2 separate regions of the Mus musculus genome follow, and region 1 is linked to region 2. Evidence: chromatin contacts called from public Hi-C data. All regions are on one chromosome and are shown on one strand. The core of a region is the stretch at or near the end of the contact, and the rest is flanking DNA. Distances in the headings are between cores, read along the strand shown.

Region 1 (2,838 bases), core at 152-2,651, 150 kb before region 2:
ATCACTGGAGAGTAAGGAGAGACCAGGAACACTGTAACCACTCATAGACACCCAGTGCCCCCACATTTTGTCATCAGCGTCTGGAGTGTGTGTCACTGTGTGTTACTTTCAAGGCCCCTCTTTTGTACTTTAAAATAATTCAGTCCTAGATTTTGCTTCTCACAAAAAAATTGTATTGAAGGATTTTCTTTTTAAGAATGTATTTATTTCTTTAAAATATATTGCTGCACTCTGGTCTCAAAAATGGGCAGAAAGTCACTGTCTGCTTGTTTTCTAAAGATCTTAGATTTATGGGGAAAGGTGACAGATTGAACCCAGAGACTGTGTGTGAAGTACAAGGACTGTATATAGTAATCAAGTTCTTTAAGTAGGACTCACAATGTATGAGGAGACCTTGGCTACTCTTATCATAAAAATACCCCAAGGGGGTCACTATGTGTGTGACACCACATGATGATGGTTATACATCATTGCTGTATACCTTAAGTATATGCAATAATGCTTACTAAAAAGAAGTACATTGGATTAAAGGGAAATCCCTCTCATAAAAGCAAGCATCACTGTAAGATTTGTGCAGTGCAATTTAAGCAACAAACTGAAGGAACAGGAGGAGAGAAGTGAGAAGTGGGAAATCACTGATTTAACTTCTAAAGGTCTCTTAGAGTTGTATGTGGTGCTGAAGTGTTTTATATATCCTCATATTTTGAAATGCAATTATTTGCTTGGAGATAACAAGATACCCAGACAAATTTTAATGAATAAAATGTTATTGCCTAAAATAAAGCAAACCACAGACTCTTCTGATTCTGTATTGTAAGCTGCAAAAACAATACTGCAAAGTTTTCTGGAAGCATTTAGATTTAAAATTCAAGGTTTGTCTGCTGCAATATGTGTTTTAAGCAGGAAAAAGCATGATATTCTTAGAGTCTCTTAAGGCTGGAACAAGGTCAAGACTATACATTCTTTCTTGTGGAATGCTGAGTCCTTCTACCACTTGAAAAGAACATTTGCCGCGAAGCATTCGACTGATGTGAAGCATTTTAAATAATTGGTAAAAATAGTTTCCTCTGATGAGCTGTAAATTCTCACACCGCCATGCGGTGGGGCTGGTGGACAAAGGTTGGTTCATGGCTTTTGCTTTTTGGATCGTTGCTATGTGTGAAATGTCAGCTTTTGTAGTTCTTACTAGCTTGTTAAGTCTGATAAATTTCCTGCTTACTTTTATATTTCTATTGAAAAATTCTTGCACTGCATCATAGTAACTTAGTTCTTCAAGAGTTGCAGAGACATATGATGGTAACAACCAAGAAATTACCTCACAAAAAGGCAGCTATGGGACATGGCATCTATAGTGCAACCTTAATGCCTAGGCAGTATCTTTTATTTTTAACAAAGCACACCATTAGTGAGACATAATCCATGCTGTGCTGGTGCATGCTGTTAATTCTAGGACTCAGGAAGCAGAGGCACATGGATCTGTGGGAGTTTGAGGCCAGCCTGTGATGACACAGTGAATTCTAGGACATCTAGAGCAGCAGAGTGGGACCCTGTATCAAAACAAATAAATAAAAGATATTGTACATGAAACACTTTCAGTCTCGATGATATTTAGATGGCAGCTTCTCTGAGAATATGCAGACATATTTATTTTACCCACTTACTTTTCCTCAAAGTCAACAAAGTATTACTTTAAAGCCAGCATGTTTCTAATTTGGAATCAAGAACCATTTGGGACTGGGCTTGTGGAGATTATCAACATTGTTAATGATAACTTATGTAACATTACACCATGTGATAAGAAAATAAAATATATCCATACTGGGTGGGACTGGAACACACACAGTGAGAAATGAGATCTTAATAAAATGAATTTAATTCATGTGTACACCCTCCAATATACTTATAGATGACACAAGTCTATAACAACTTATTAAAATCTTACTCCAGATGCAAATTGAAGAGCTATGAATTCCCAAAAGTTTGTATTATACAGAAAGACTTGGCATTAGATCAGCAACTACCTTAAATTTTCTGATTTAAAATAAAATTTTAAACAACTCATAAGCCAACTTATTATAAGTCAAAAGCCATACAAAATATTTAGATATATTAAAGAGACAGTAGGCCAGGGTGAATTTTTTTTTATCTAGTACAACTATAAATATAAACTAAGGCATATTTTCCTGTGATAAAAACTTATGGTTAGATCCAACTAAATGTTTATCATATAATTATAAACTCATTTTGCCATAGGCTATGAAATTGAGCTTCACATACCATGTGTCTCCAAAAGGAATTAGCTCTCCATGGATTTTCCAGGTATGCCATGTATTCAGGAGAAAGGGCATCAGAAAGGAAAGAAAAGCTAAAGAGAAAAGGACTTGCACTGAAGTTTGCTGAGTTGCTCTTTCTAGGTGTGGCACGCAGGGACATCACAGTATTTCCAGAGGGTGAGCCTTAGTCCTGTGCTAAAGCACACACTTACCTAGGTCTGAAGATCCTTGTAATATATATCTCAATCCATTTATGCAGATGGAGAAGGAAATTGCATCCTACATAAGTTAATAATATCCTTAGAATTCCAACTCGACTTGGTTTCTATTCCTGAAACCACATGTATATAGGCGAAGCAAGCCTTAGGGTGGGGGTGGGGGGTAGGGTGAAGATTGGTGACTGCCACCAATAACAGTAGAAATATTTGTGGTACAAACAAGATGATTTTAGATAAAGCCTGAGCAGTGATAGAAACACAACCATTTATTTTAGCTGAAAGTCATTTTACTGGACATGTAGGTCATTCTATCACACAAATGTTTGCAACTATTGAGTGTAAAGGAC
Region 2 (2,814 bases), core at 14-2,513:
CGTTGTCATCTATATATCCATTGTCATTCCCACAGAGTCATATTTTCAAACACAGTGTTTCTTAGCCATCTAAAAGGTAAGATGACACTAAGAATGGCTAACGCTTCCTCTTCAAAATACAGGTCAAGTAGCCTTGATTTAAGAGTTGTGAATGTTTGCATCTTTTTAGCATGGTACTTTGGGAATGAGCCAAAATCTAAACCTGAAGCTCATTTATGTTTGATGCGCAGCTTAGACACATCTGATAACCATGAGATGACCATGCTGGTTACTTTCATTAACTTGACATAAACTAGAGTCACATGGGACTAAGAAACCTTAACTGAGGAAATGCCTCCATTCGATTGACTTGTGGGCACGCCTTTGAGGTTATTTCTTGATTATTGATTGATACAGGAAGGCTCAGATCACTGTGAGCAGTGTCACCCCTGGACAGATGTTTGTGGGTTGTATAAGAAAGCAAAATGAAGAAGCCAGGAGGAGCAAGCCACAAAATGGGATTCCATCATTATTTCTGGTTCAGTTCTTGCTTGGGCTCCTGCTCTGGCTTCCCTTAGTGATGGACTGTTACCAGGAAACAGAAAATAAAATAAACCTTTTCCTCCTCAGATAGTTATGATTATGATGATTATCACAGCAACAGAAAGTAGACTAGAATAGTTCTCTTATTTGGTAAATTCACCACTTGTATTACAGGGGGACCTTTCAAGGATGTCAGGTGGGGGATTTCACAAGTGTAGCTTTTTTTTTTTCTTTCTGCATTTAAAAAGATTCAGAATTGAGAAAAAATTTGGATGGTAGATTTCCAGATTACAGATATCCAACCTATATTGGCAGAATTCTGAAATAGAGACAAACATTTGGAGTTGAAAAACAGAAATCTACTCCCAAGAGGAAAGCAGGATTCCTCCTTTTAAATTCAGGTAGTAGAGTTGTATATTGTGTGCTCTCTTCCTTCTTGCCTTGACTCTGAATAGCATAGTGATAGCTGTCAAGGAGTTGGCAAAGAGGTCACTAGTAACAATCGTCTTCAAAACATGTTGCTTCATAAAAATGTAGGTCCTTGGCCTCCGTGACATAGAAATCTCCTGCAAAGATAAAAAACAAAACACTCAAATGCTGCAACTCTCTGAGCTTGGCAGGTGCCACTGGCTAGCTGGTAACCACCAAGGCTGGAGGAAGCCTGTCTCACTGACTGGGCTTTCTCTCCACTGACCTCATGCCTGTGCACAGTCCTTTGAACAGATTGTGTCAGCCTGGTGCCAGGTAACTGCCTTTCAATTTCTGTTCCTGCAGATCCCTTACTTCCTGCAGGAATGTGGGCTGTGCACACCCTTGCTTTGAAGCTCAGATACATAACACCAACCTGGGAAGTTGGGAAACCTTCCAGGGTGGTTTGTGTCACCACTGAGTAGATTATAAGCTAGATCAGGCTTCAGGCTGCCCTAGTAAAGAACTGTTTTTTGTGAAGTCTGAAACAGCCCTGCTGACTACCGTATAACGTAGTACAGGTGTGTGTGGGATGTATTATTGATTTGTTAGAATGTGAGGGGCTCCTTGTGTTTGGTTGGGAGTCTAGACAAGGTTATCAGTGTGCTATTTCCTGGCTCTGTCTTGCTCTGCTCCTGTGAAAATGAAAAGTCCAATTTCTTGGGAAAACGTTGATTGATATGCAAATGGACGCAATAGCAGGGGGGAGCCATTCACTGAATCCACCTCAGCTTGAGCCAGGTTTTGGCTCATCTCCAAAGGCAAAGGATTAGCAAAGACCGCTGCTAGGGTGCCATAGAATTACCGAAATCCAGGAGGGTACACTTGCTGAGGTCAGGAGGTGGCTTATGGAAGCAAAGGGTGACAGTGGCCAAACTCCCCAAATCAAGCTCGTTCCCAGCTCCCAGGGAATGGGCACTGAGCAGCTCTTGTCTGATTCAGAGCTCAGACCCTACATTGGGGGTGGTCAGGATGTGTTCATCCAGGCAACAAGATCATAGTTGAGGTCAAAAGATTTGCTTCAGTAGCTGATCCGCCAAGTCCATCCCGAGAGCAGTGCTGAGAGACAGGTCCTCCAGCTTGACAGAGAAGAGAACATCCATGAACGGGTAGAGGTTGGGAGCACACTATCATGGTCCATCCTCCAGGGGAGGGGATCCTGAGGACCAGATCTTCTCAGATCTGTGTTTGCACTGCCTGCACTGATTTTGGCAACACGTTTTATCTGCCTCCAACTCTAAAATTTCTGGACCTGTCTTGGCTTCTCAGGAAGTTGAACCCAACAGCTCCCCCTAGAGGAATACTAGCATGGCAACAACATGTCTCTTGAAAAGAGCATGTACCTTTCATAGTAGTGTTGCCTTACTGTTTAAAATTCAAGGATGGTAGGGAAGTTTCTGCACAGCAGTGTTGCAAAAAACCCAAGAAGGCTTCTCAAATTCTGCTGGTGCTATTCACTTGAGCTTCAGGGAGTGTGACTAAATCCCCGCCCCCACCACTCAAACCCTCTCCAGGCCGAGCACCCCTGGACCATAGCCAGACAGTGCTCCCCCCCAGCATGCACACAGCCAGAGGCAGTCACCTCTAATTACCGGCTTGTATCTGTGAAATGACCCCCATTGTCCGCCTGGTGTGGCTCGGATGGGAAATGACCTTGATACTGGCCCTGTGAGTACGTGGAGTTTCAAGGGTTGCACCCTTCGAATTTTGCTTTCAGTATAAGTAAAGGTATGCCAATACGTTGCAACTCACCAGCTTCCTATTCTCTCAGCAAATGCTGCAAACACGGGACTTTCGGATTTTCGGATGAAGAATATCATCATA

Evidence for each region. Hi-C and Micro-C count contacts between places; a contact is called where the count stands out from the background.
Region 1: a Hi-C map of cerebellar granule neurons shows a contact between it and region 2, with 2.4 times the contacts expected there. The contact joins two enhancer-like sites. A contact is called at or near these places in 23 of 484 Hi-C or Micro-C datasets (CD8 T cells, the CH12 cell line, adipose-derived mesenchymal stem cells and 14 more), 1 of 115 datasets of contacts at active chromatin or transcription factors (embryonic fibroblasts) and 1 of 9 other capture datasets (embryonic stem cells).

What each region holds. Positions count from the first base shown.
Region 1 is chr14:59,082,879-59,085,716 of GRCm38.p6, reverse strand. No RefSeq gene overlaps it. Among named protein-coding and RNA genes, the nearest start is that of Gm41162, 38 kb to the right of the region's middle. Within about 2 kb of position 1,401, at least 6 of the 459 cell types and tissues checked have an H3K27ac peak or open chromatin away from gene starts, as enhancers often do. A contact at or near this core is called in cerebellar granule neurons, where this site is marked.
Region 2 is chr14:58,937,725-58,940,538 of GRCm38.p6, reverse strand. No RefSeq gene overlaps it. Among named protein-coding and RNA genes, the nearest start is that of Gm33472, 110 kb to the left of the region's middle. Within about 2 kb of position 1,263, at least 6 of the 459 cell types and tissues checked have an H3K27ac peak or open chromatin away from gene starts, as enhancers often do. A contact at or near this core is called in cerebellar granule neurons, where this site is marked.